Linked DNA regions of Zea mays: region 2 is linked to region 1. A link is a contact called in public Hi-C data. All regions are on one chromosome and are shown on one strand. The core of a region is the stretch at or near the end of the contact, and the rest is flanking DNA. Distances in the headings are between cores, read along the strand shown. Region 1 holds the start of LOC100281080 (adaptor complexes medium subunit family protein). Region 2 holds the start of LOC100216720.

Region 1 (3,023 bases), core at 145-2,644:
TGGCCCAGAGCTAACAATCACCTCAGGTTCAGCAATATCACCAGTAATTATGTCCCCAACAACTTGTGCAACCATAAATGCTCTACATTGAACATAAAGTGTAAGCATGCAAGCTAAAAGCTAGTTAGGTTGCTGGTGTTGAACTATATCAACTTTTTATGTAGCATTCATGATGGTTAATTAAATGTTAAAGATGTCATAATATCACTTCCAAAAAAATCTTCAAGGGGGTCCAAGGGCTTTGCTCTCTGTTTTTGATCTTGCCTACGTTTTTATACATTTGATGAAGTCCTAGTTGGTTGATGGTCAACAGAATGAAACTTCATTACTTCAATACAGAAGAACATGAAATTATAGTAGGTAAGCAAACTTACATTACCCTGTTATGCATGGAAGATTGAACAGGATTGAAGAAAGATTGTTGTTCTCCTTGGCCGAACCCCCACAATCAGACCTTTTCAAGAGATTCTCATATGCTCTAAATGGCTGAGGATCCACCAGAGGCAACACAAGGACATAGTACCCTCCACGCTTTTGTAGGACCACAGGCCACAGCATAAAGGGATCTCCTTCCTCTTTATCCATGTGTAATGAGATAATGTGGCGGGTAATTGGATCATCAACCCAAGAATCCAGTCCCACAGATGATACGTTTGTTCGGATGCCTGAACTGCGTGCAGTGCCCTCCCTGCAGAGTGTCAAATATGTATCACGTCTGTTCTCACACAGGCTTACAGTTTCAGAGAATGAAATGCAGACAACTAATCGCAATTCTTGTAAGAACCATAGCTACTTATTTGTTTGTTGCTATACATTCATTAGGAGCTCTTAGGTTGTAGTGTTTTCAGACACGAAAAAATGTATCATTTTATCACTAGTCAGAAACTCTGAATATGTCCTAACACCCGTCCCAATTCACTTGTACTCTCAACTAAAATTCAGTTACTGATATTTAAACATCCACAACACAGAAAGCTAGCTCAAAGCCAAAGATAAAAACAGAGCAAACCTTCTCCGGCGCTCGGCGAATGCGGCGGCGACCTCGTGGTCGGCGGGCAGCGGCATCTTCGCCGCCCCGGTGCCCCAACGGTGTCTCTCTCCGTCTCCTTCTTCCTCCTCCCACGCGGCACGCCACCGCTTCTCCACCACAGCGAACCGCCTGGTGCAAGAGAGGAAGAGGTGAGCCCCATGGGATCAGAGGGGGCAATCCTGACGGGAAAGCTCGGATGGGTACCTGGAGAAGGCTACTGTGTCGTTGGGCGTAAGGATCCAGATGGCGCGTATGCTGCACCCGCCGCCGGACATGGCCGAATGGCTAGGAGGGAGGAGGAGCCGCACCCGGCGGTACCGCTGACGCTGCTGCTGCGTTGCTGCGGGACGAGGTCGGAGGAGGAGGGCGACCTGATGGGCTATCTGGGCCGAGTAGGATGTTTCCAAAATTTTAACACAGCAAATGTTGGGCCGGGCAACATATATGTGGCCCAATTGCCTCTAGGCCCGATGCTCCTTCATGTTTTTTATATTTTTTATTTGCAAACCGAGAGTCCGAGACTGATATACACATTTATACGTTAACAGTGTCCTATTTTCAAAATTAAGGCTTAACTCATAAAAACAACTTTTCCACAGTGTCATATTTTATAATTATTTATTAGAATTAGAAAAATATAAGACAGACCTTGAAGTGACATAAATATACTACACCCTAGATCAGTGTCATATCCTTGTTTGATACATTATTCTCAATATTTTATTTTCTAAATACATGATTTAGGGCATAGTTGTTGGAGCTCAACTTTTTTAGTGCTCTAAACACTTTAAATAATGTAGTATTTTAATTTTGTAACATTATTTTGACTCTTAAGGTATTTTATTGGAGATATTCAATGGACTGCTGGACCGAGGTTGCCTGCATCCGCCTCTAGCGGCAAGGATCATCATCGGAGCATGGGGTCATCATCGGAGCATGGGGGCATTCAAGGGACACATGCTCCTAGGCACCCTATTCCTACTAGTGGGGTTCTAGTAAGGCTAGGCAAAAAAAACCCGTAACCCGAACCCGAAATACCCAAAACCCGAATTTTGTTCGGAAATTTCGAGTACCAACTTGCAAAACCCGAATTTGTTTTGGGTAATTCGGGTATCATGATCGGGTACCCGAAATACTCGAATTACCGGAACTTTCATGTGTCATGTACTCATGTCAGTCTTAATTATTAATTTGTACATCTATAATTATACGTATGTGTGCATGACTTGTGATTTTAGATTGCTTGTGTTTTTATGTCCATATGTATCATTATTCAAACTGTATTTTTATACTAATTTAATAGAGTGCATGTGTTTTTATAAAGCTGACACAACAGTTCGGGTAGTTCGAGAATACCCGAACCCGAAATTCTGGGTACCCGAATTTTTGGCTATTGTAAAACTCGTTGTAATTTGGTATCGATTCTCAAAACACGAAATTTTAAATACCCGAATTACCCGACCCGAAATTTATGGGTAACCCGAATGCCCACCCCTAGGTTCTAGTCATTTGGTCTTCGGCGACGTGCCACATTGTGTGGCTAAAGGTCACCTAGAGATGGGGTAAATAGGTGAAATCTGAAATTTAACACTTAACAACAAAAAACTTCGATCCCAAATAGGTGTTAGAACCATAAGGAATATGATCGGAGTAGGGAGAACTTGGAATAGAAGAGTAAGAACATAAATCGCAAATGGACACACACAAAAACAACCGATTTGGTTTACCGAGGTTCGATTCCAAAGAACATATGTCCCCGTTGAGGTGTCCTAAAGGACGAGGTCTCTTTCAACCCTCTCGAGTGATTCCGAAGATCAAACTCGAGCCCTCTCTTGTTTTCTCAATCGATCAAGAGACCTTTGGCTCCCATAAGGTACTTGACAACGTCGAAGCTCTTGCTAACCTTTACAATCTCAATGGGTGCCTCGCACCAAGACATAATAACATCAAACTCTCTCTCTCTCTCTCTCTCTCTCTTTCAACTCTATCACAA
Region 2 (2,883 bases), core at 235-2,734, 230 kb after region 1:
ATTGGTTGTGCCAATTTGCAGCCGATGAACCATGTGTATTTTTCTTAGTTTGAACCTCATGCGAAGGAAAATTAAGAACAACAGATTTTATCAAATGCATGTGCTAGCCTCTTGTAATCATCTTGTAAATCCCCTATTATTTTTTCATCTATTCTCGTTGTTCATCTATGTAAGATCTAATAGCTTGGATTTCGTTTGTTTCACTTACCTTGGGGGTAGTTATAGTAGGTCGGAGCGAAGCCAAATCAGTCGCCCATTGTTGGATGACCTTGTGATTCCTATCCACCTTGAAGTTGGTTAGGAATTTGGCCTGGAGCTACTTGATCAACTATTCTTTGTGCTCCTCGAATTCCTGCTGATTTTCAGTCGACAGAGTCTCCTTAGTCGATTCAATGATGTTGCTGGGAGAGACATAAGAGTGATCTTTTGAATCGGCCATTGAGGGTCGATCTAATAGATCTTCACGCCTTGTCACTAGCAGAGTCACCAAAAAATGTGTTGGCATCGATGTGGGCGCCAATCACTGCGAGGTGTACTGGCGGCGATGCTCTCTGCGGTAGCATGGACGGTCCACGCCCTAGGACCAGACGGTCTGCGACCTGCGGCAGGAGCGAGTTCTTCTCTGCGACGAAGCCGGACGGTCCGCGCCTGGTGGCCAGACGATCCGTGTGTGCAAAGACGGTGGCGTTCGCCAACAACAACTGGATCTGACCCCCGGGAGAGATCCTGTCAGTGAAGAGAGATCCTAGGGTTTGTCTTAGGATCGACAGACCACCCAAGATGGCTCCAGACGACGTAGAGCCGAAGAAAGTTGAAATCGGAGATGAGAAGGCTAAGTTACTGATACTCCTGAGGCTTGATTTGGTGACAAAGGGATCCCGGAAGGATTGGAGGGGATTGAGGGGGAAATAAACTAATTTCCCCCTCAATCCCCTCCAATCCTCTCGGGATCCCGGGTCACCAAATCAGTTATGAGGCATGAAAAGTAGAAAACCGCTAAATAGATTGAATGGTTTGATGGTTGGTTGTTCAATCGGCCGTACACATTCCAATTTATATGAATAGGTCTGAATTCGTTTCTAAATATTTTCTAACAAATCTTACAAGTTTAGAGAGATAAACATCGTGTGGACAAAGAAGCTTAACCGCCTGATCTAATTCTATTGGAACCGTCTGGTCGTATTCAGTGCTATAAACGGTGGTCAAGTTATAAACTGCTTTCCTAGAGTTCAACCGAAAAAAAATAGGAGTAGCAAATATGCGCCGGCGAAAACCTAGGAGTTTGATGAAAGTTGAAAGCGACCACTTGAGATTTGAAAGCGGCTTGCCCGGGTGCCGGCCCCGGGCCCCGTCCAACCCCCCCCCCCCCCCCCCCCATCTTGTCGTTTTTTGCGCGCCGTCGCCTCCCTTTCTCCCCCAAAACCATCCATCGTCTCTGCCCGCCATCCCATTTCCCAATCGCCTCCAACCCCCCACACCCCGCCCGCCGCAAACCCCTCCATTTCCGCCGCATTTCCCTCGCTGTCCCAGCTCACCGGTCGGTCGGGTGCTGGGGCTCGCGGCTCCTCTCTTCCTGGGGCCTGGAAGGGACGGGGAAGGATGCAGGCCGCGACCAGGAGCGTCTCTTGCATCGGCGCGCAGCCGTCCGTCCTCATCCGGTGCGGCGGTGGTGCGCTGTCCGCTTCGCCCGGCGGCCTCGGAGGAGGGGGATGCAGGGTCCGGGTCGTCGCCGTGCTGCGGTGCTGCGCACAGGAGAAGCGTCCGCCTCGGGTGCGGAAATCCAAGGAGGAGAGAAGGGAGATGGTGGAGTCCTTCATCAACAGGCGCGTTCTGTGCCCATCTCTCCGTTCCCACGTGGATGCACATCTTGCGTTTGGAATAATTCCGCGTCCGCAGCTTAGTCTGATCGATACCGAAATGTATTGAGCCAACCAGTGTCTTTTAGTGGTAGTTGGTAAAAGACACGATCCCAAGCCAGATTTAGGCTATGTTTGAATGCACTAGAGCTTAGAGCTAATACCTAGCTAGCTAAAAAGTTGCTATTGGAATTAGCTGGCTAATTATTAGCTGATTTTAGCTAGATTGAACCAACTTATAACTAATGGATAGTTGGGTGTAGTTACTTAGTTGGACTATTAGTTGGGGGTGTTTGGATTTCTCCAACTAAAAATAGCTAATAGCTGAACTATTAGCTATGTTGTTTGGACGTGCTGACTATTAGCTCTAGTGCATACAAACATGGCCTTAGTTTTTGGACTACCTCAAGCCGTTTGCCCGTTAAAATCTAAAATGTTGATTTTGTCTTATTATATCTAATAGTGAGCCACCCATTTGTGTCAAGAACAATCAAATTTGAAATTTTTTGTGTCATTACCTGTGCTTATAATTTGTGGCATTTATCTAAAATTTGGCTCGACATGTAGAGCGGTGCATTTAATTTGAGATGGTTCATGATTTTTGTTTGGTTCTTGTTTGTCCGCTGAATGAATATCCTGCAGGCAAACAAGGCAACTGAAAATTGCTAATCCAGTTCACAATGTTAATTTTTGCTCTGTTTCAGCTATCGAGCTTCAAACGAAGGAAAATTCCCATCGGTTAACCTTACACATAAGGAAGTTGGAGGGTCATATTATATAGTTCGTGAAATCGTGAGGGATATCATCCAAGAGAATAGAGTCCTTGGTCCTGGTGGCTTAGATGCTATGGTGCTGAATTTTGAAGATTTTGCTGATTCTTCAGGGTCATCCATGAAGCATGAACTGGGTCAAGACAATATCGAGATATTAGATACGTCTGGTAGTGAAGTCAGTAAGGGTTATGTGCCTGAAATATCCAACACTGATGGATCTTTTCTATTGCAAGACAATGCCATCAGCAACCAGA

What was found. A called contact is a pair of places that touch in the nucleus more often than the background predicts.
Region 2: a contact with region 1 is called in a Hi-C map of leaf, with 7 times the contacts expected there. The contact joins the promoter of LOC100216720 here to the promoter of LOC100281080 in region 1. A contact is called at or near these places in 14 of 25 Hi-C or Micro-C datasets (bundle sheath, ear, endosperm and 4 more).

The regions. Positions count from the first base shown.
Region 1 is chr10:27,367,701-27,370,723 of Zm-B73-REFERENCE-NAM-5.0, forward strand. LOC100281080 (adaptor complexes medium subunit family protein) reads right to left here and starts at 1,395. Exons shown (of 8, transcript NM_001153999.1): 1 at 1,235-1,395; 2 at 1,010-1,159; 3 at 380-688; 4 at 1-82. The coding sequence starts at 1,305.
Region 2 is chr10:27,594,545-27,597,427 of Zm-B73-REFERENCE-NAM-5.0, forward strand. LOC100216720 reads left to right here and starts at 1,485. Exons shown (of 4, transcript NM_001143125.1): 1 at 1,485-1,823; 2 at 2,561-2,883. The coding sequence starts at 1,600.